Linked DNA regions of Pan troglodytes: region 1 is linked to region 2. The links are chromatin contacts, called in public Hi-C maps. All regions are on one chromosome and are shown on one strand. The core of a region is the stretch at or near the end of the contact, and the rest is flanking DNA. Distances in the headings are between cores, read along the strand shown.

Region 1 (2,716 bases), core at 200-2,699, 690 kb before region 2:
AGTTCACCCCCCTCACTTCAGATCTCGCTTCCCTGAGACCCAGAAGACTCGCCCTGCTCCCCCAGCTGCAGCTGCACACTGCCACAGCGTTCCATGGGGGTGGGGGTGTCTTGGGACTCAAAGGCAGGCTGGTTGGGGTTCAGGGGACCTCACCTTCCCTCCCTCCCAGATGTCTCTCTGCTGGCTCACAGGCTCACCTGAGATAGGGGCTTAGATCTCATTGGCTGCTGGACCCTCCAACAGGTGTCTGACAGTCCCCCTCCCGATCTGGGAGGCTCCTGGTTTGAGGAGGGGGCTCCCTGCCTCATGGTAGGTGGGCCAAAAGGGAGGCAGCAGGAAATAATGGTCTCTTTTGGTCTGGCCTGGCTGGGGTGAAGCACCGTGTGTGTGCGTGCGTGTGTGTGTGTGTGTGTGTGTGCGTGCGCGCACGACCAAGGTCTGTACCAGGAAGGGCTGCAGGCGGGGGAGGGGCATGGTCCTTCACAGCCCCTTCCCCTATGACCTCGGGCAGATCTTTCACTTTTACCCAGTACAACAGCTTCCAGCCAGCCTGGACAGGCAGATCCCGGGGCTGGAGTGGTCTGGCCCAAGGCTGAGAAGGGCTGGGACCCCCGACAGTGACATGATGGGCTCAGCCTCTGTTCCATCTACTGGGCAGGGTGGGCCTCCGCAGATAGCGGCTTCAGACTCCAGCTCCAGGGGGCTGGTGGGAGTCTCTCAAGGTGTCCCACACATGGTCCCTCGGGGAAAGAGTGGAGCTGACCCCTGTCCCCCCTCCCGACTCGAGGGCCTTAGGGCCAGCAGGTGTGTGAGGGCTCCAGGCGCGCGGAGCCCTCGAAGGGACACCAGCCCAGCAGCAGCAGGCCGCGCGGGGGCAGCCGAAGACCCCATCCGGCGCAGGCCAGGGCCGAGCTGGCAGCGGCGGGTCCAAGCCTCGTCAGCTGGCGCAGGAGGCCCACGGGCGAGCGCGGGACGGAGCTGGGCGCCGGGGTCCGGACCGGGCCGGGGTCGAGTTGGGCCTGGCCGGACACCGGACCCGCCAGGAGCCGGCCCCTGCCGCGCTGGGCTGAGGCCCCCGCCTGCAGACAAAGGAGCCGGCGGGGGGCGGGAGCCGGGGGGGTGGGGGAGTGTTGCAGGGGGGATGGGGCGAGGGGGCGGGGCGTCGCGGTGTCACGTTACCGCCCGCAGCGCCCTTTAACTCCCGCCCCCGCCCCGCTCACCGCCCCCTTCCCCTGCTACAGCGCGCTCGCCCCGCGGCCGCCAATCAGCCGCGCGCCCCGGCCGCGCGCCCCGCCCCGCCCCCGGTGGGTGTGCGCGCGGCCAATGGGCGGTGCGCGGGGGCCGGGCCGCGGCGGGGCGGGGCAGCGGGGCGGCCGCCAATCGCCGTGGTGTTGTTGAAACTGAAAATACTACATTATGCTAATCGCGGCCGGGCCCGCGCGCACGGGGGTGGGGCCCGCGCGTATAAAGGGGGCGCAGGCGGGCTGGGCGTTCCACAGGCCAAGTGCGCTGTGCTCGAGGGGTGCCGGCCAGGCCCGAGCGAGCGAGCTAGCCAGCAGGCATCGAGGGGGCGCGGCTGCCGTCCGGACGAGACAGGCGAACCCGACGCAGAAGAGTCCACCACCGGACAGCCAGGTAGCCGCCGCGTCCCTCGCACACGCAGAGTCGGGCGGCGCGGGGTCTCCCTTGCGCCCGGCCTCCGCCCTCTCCTCCTCTCCTTTCCCCTTCTTCTCGCTGTCCTCTCCTCTCTCGCTGCCCGCGTTTGCGCAGCCCCGGGCCATGTCCGACGCGTCCCTCCGCAGCACATCCACGATGGAGCGTCTTGTCGCCCGTGGGACCTTCCCAGTACTTGTGCGCACCAGCGCCTGCCGCAGCCTCTTCGGGCCGGTGGACCACGAGGAGCTGAGCCGCGAGCTGCAGGCCCGCCTGGCCGAGCTGAACGCCGAGGACCAGAACCGCTGGGATTACGACTTCCAGCAGGACATGCCGCTGCGGGGCCCTGGACGCCTGCAGTGGACCGAAGTGGACAGCGACTCGGTGCCCGCGTTCTACCGCGAGACGGTGCAGGTGGGGCGCTGCCGCCTGCTGCTGGCGCCGCGGCCCGTCGCGGTCGCGGTGGCTGTCAGCCCGCCCCTCGAGCCGGCCGCTGAGTCCCTCGACGGCCTCGAGGAGGCGCCGGAGCAGCTGCCTAGTGTCCCGGTCCCGGCCCCGGCGTCCACCCCGCCCCCAGCCCCGGTCCTGGCTCCAGCCCCGGCCCCGGCTCTGGCTCCGGTCGCGGCTCCGGTCGCGGTCGCGGTCCTGGCCCCGGCCCCGGCCCCGGCTCCGGCTCCGGCCCCGGCTCCAGTCGCGGCCCCGGCCCCAGCCCCGGCCCCGGCCCCGGCCCCGGCCCCCGCCCCGGCCCCGGCCCCGGACGCGGCGCCTCAAGAGAGCGCCGAGCAGGGCGCGAACCAGGGGCAGCGCGGCCAGGAGCCTCTCGCTGACCAGCTGCACTCGGGGATTTCGGGACGTCCCGCGGCCGGCACCGCGGCCGCCAGCGCCAACGGCGCGGCGATCAAGAAGCTGTCCGGGCCTCTGATCTCCGGTGAGCCCCGCACGGCCCCGCCCCGGCCCGGCCCGGCCCCGCTTTGTCCGGCCGGCCGGTTCCCCCAGCCCTCGGGGGCCTCGCTGGGTTCCCGCCTCCTCCCGTGGCATTAAAGGGCCCGCAGCGCTCAGGGCG
Region 2 (2,700 bases), core at 81-2,580:
CCTCCAGGGTGTACCCCAGGGGTCTAGGGGATGTTAATGATTGGCCGTCTCGGTTCACAAAGATAGTCATCACCAGCACCATGGAGTGGCCACCGCCCAGCTCTGTCAAACCTGGACTTAGCCTCACGTGCACCTCGATTTAAAGAACAAGAAACCAGCCCTGCCCACGCCCCTGGCTCCCTGTGCTTCCCTCCCTCCTTCCCTCCTTCCCCGGACATAGCCACCACTTTGAATCTCGTGTCCCATGGTGTGTCCACACAGGGCACCTGATTTATCCAGGCTCGGGGAGGAGGGGTCACAGATTATTCCCCAGGGGACTTTACCTAGTCCGTGTGTTTGCTTTAGGAGTTCTGAGGCCATTTGGTTTCTTTATGCATTTCTGTATCTTTTGCATTTTTCTAGTGAGCGTGGGGTTACTCTTTTAATCGTAAATATATATATACCTATTTTTTCAGTTAAAAAACTGTGGTTTCAGGCCAGGTGTGGTGGCTCAAGCCTGTAATCCCAATGCTTTGGGTTGTCAAGGCAGGGGCATCGCTTAAGCCCAGGAGTTTGAGACTAGCTTGGGCAACACAGTGAAACCCCGTCTCTACAAAAAATTGTTTTCAAATTAGCAGGGCATGGTGGCGTGTACCTGTAGTCCCAGCTACTCAGGAGGCTGAGGTCGGAGGATTGATTGAGGCCATGGAGATTGCAGTGAGCCATGATCCTGCCACTGCACTCCAGCCTGGGTGACAGAGAGAGACCCTGTCTCAAAACGAAAACAAAAATCTGTGCTTCCTCAATAACAAATTGAAGTCACCAACACCCTCGTCCACCGAAAGGTTAGCATGTGCCTGGTGACAAAGTCAACAGACAAAGGGGACTGGGGAACAGTTCTGTTCCTCCTCCGCAGAGTCCTAGGCCCCAGGCCCCTCCCTGAGACAGCCTCAGGGCCTCCTCCTTCCCCTCCCTCATCCTCCTCCTTCCCTCTCTCTCCTTCCTCCTTTGCTTTCTCCCTCTGCAATCTCAGCCACCTGCATCCGCTTCCTCCACCCCGACCTTCCTGCCAGGCAGGTGCCCAGGGCTTGCTCAGCATGGGCAGCCCCCGGCTCTGCCCCCTGCACACTGGGAGGCTGCTCCACTCTCAGGGGTCTCTGGCTTTCCGTGTCCCTGCAATTAGCCTCCGCGTGCGTGCAAGAAGTCAACACAATTTGGCTCCACGTGGCCCCGGTGCCGATTGTGGACAGATAAAAGACAAACTAATGTCCTGCCCTGAGGATTAAGATGCAGCTGTTTCCCTGGATACCGGATCAGGCGTAATTAGACAAAGGGAGTGCTTTCCAAACCTACTCAGCCGAAGGCCCAGGGGCAGGCAGCCCTCACCCCGAGGCAGCTGGCACGGGCTCGGGCCCTTCCTTCTTCCTTGTTAAAAGCGGATTGATACAGACGCCATGGAAAAGGTTTCTGACACGCAGCGGGATGATGGCAGCAAGGCCTCCTGCGGTGACAGCGAAACAAGATGCTCAGAGCCCCGTTAGCAGGGCCGCCACGCGTGCGTTCGCCTTCGCCTCTGCCCCTGTTTTCTCCAGTTTTGTTCACTTTGCTGTATCATGGACGATAACACATCTTAGCAAGAAATCAATAAATGGTCCCGAGGCTTTTAATGGAGAAGAAATAAATAGCAACCGCGCTTGGCGGTCTGGAGGAACCAGCGCTTTCTGCCTGGACCCTGAGCCTCAGGCTTCACTGCCAACACGGCCCTCCCTGTGGGGCGGGAGCAGCCTGGAATGGGAAGGGTCCACCCTTCTTTCCCGGCTTCCTGCAGAGGGCGGGGAGGGGCTCTATCACCGTGCCCCTCAGAAGCCGGCCTGGGCTGTGTAACTGGGGACTTGTGGACAACAAGCCAGAAGGGGTCCTGCCAGGCTCTGGATGCCCACTCTGCCCATGAGGAGGGCACAGGCAGCGCAGTGCCGTGGGAGGCAGGCTGCCGACCTTATGCCCCAGGGGCGGCCTTAGTGCTGTGTAGACCCAGAGGGGACACGCCCCAGGGCTCCCTGAGGTGCTGCCTCAGTGGCTGTGCACTCCCAGCACCCACGGGGTGTGCCCACCAGCTGCCCGGCCCCTGAGTGGGCCTGTGTCCAGTGCCCCCCTGGCCTCCCGGGAGGAGCTGCTTGCTCTGCCCCAGGGTTGCTGAGAGACAGCCTTGCCACTGACCCGGCCGGTCTCTGCCTCCAGCCCAGCCCTCTGTGCACACTGACTGCGGGTGGAAACTCCAGGCTGGCAAAGAAAAACACGTGAGGCAGCCCCTCATTCAGCAGAAGAGTTCGTTCTGGGGTCTCTTTGTCAACATGCTTTTCTCCCTTTATTTGTGTTATACTTTTTCCAGTTTTTTGTGGTCAAATACACATAACACAAAACTTCTCATCTGAACCACTTCCAGTGCACAGTTCGGCAGCATTAAGCACGTTCACGTTGCCGGGCAGCCATCACCACCGTCATCTCCAGAACTCTGTCATCTTCCCAAACCGAACTCTGTCCCCTGAAACACTCACGCCCCATCCCCTCCGCCAGCCCCCCGCAGCCCCATTCTCCTCTCCATCCCCACAGATTTGACGTCTTTAGGGACCACGTGGGAGTGGACTCGGGCAGCATTTGTCCTGTTGTGACTGGCTCCTCTCCCTGATTGTAAGGTTCTCGAGGTTCATCCACGGCGTAGCG

What was found. A called contact is a pair of places that touch in the nucleus more often than the background predicts.
Region 1: a contact with region 2 is called in a Hi-C map of stem cell-derived neural progenitor cells, with 4 times the contacts expected there. The contact joins the promoter of CDKN1C here to the enhancer-like site in region 2. A contact is called at or near these places in 1 of 7 Hi-C or Micro-C datasets (stem cell-derived neural progenitor cells) and 1 of 1 datasets of contacts at active chromatin or transcription factors (stem cell-derived excitatory neurons).

Annotation. Positions count from the first base shown.
Region 1 is chr9:7,143,236-7,145,951 of NHGRI_mPanTro3-v2.0_pri, reverse strand. It overlaps CDKN1C (cyclin dependent kinase inhibitor 1C), which reads left to right and starts at 1,449. Exons shown (of 4, transcript XM_063783719.1): 1 at 1,449-1,635; 2 at 1,803-2,581. The coding sequence starts at 1,813.
Region 2 is chr9:6,456,776-6,459,475 of NHGRI_mPanTro3-v2.0_pri, reverse strand. No RefSeq gene overlaps it. Among named protein-coding and RNA genes, the nearest start is that of TH, 19 kb to the right of the region's middle. Within about 2 kb of position 1,330, at least 6 of the 24 cell types and tissues checked have an H3K27ac peak or open chromatin away from gene starts, as enhancers often do. A contact at or near this core is called in stem cell-derived neural progenitor cells, where this site is marked.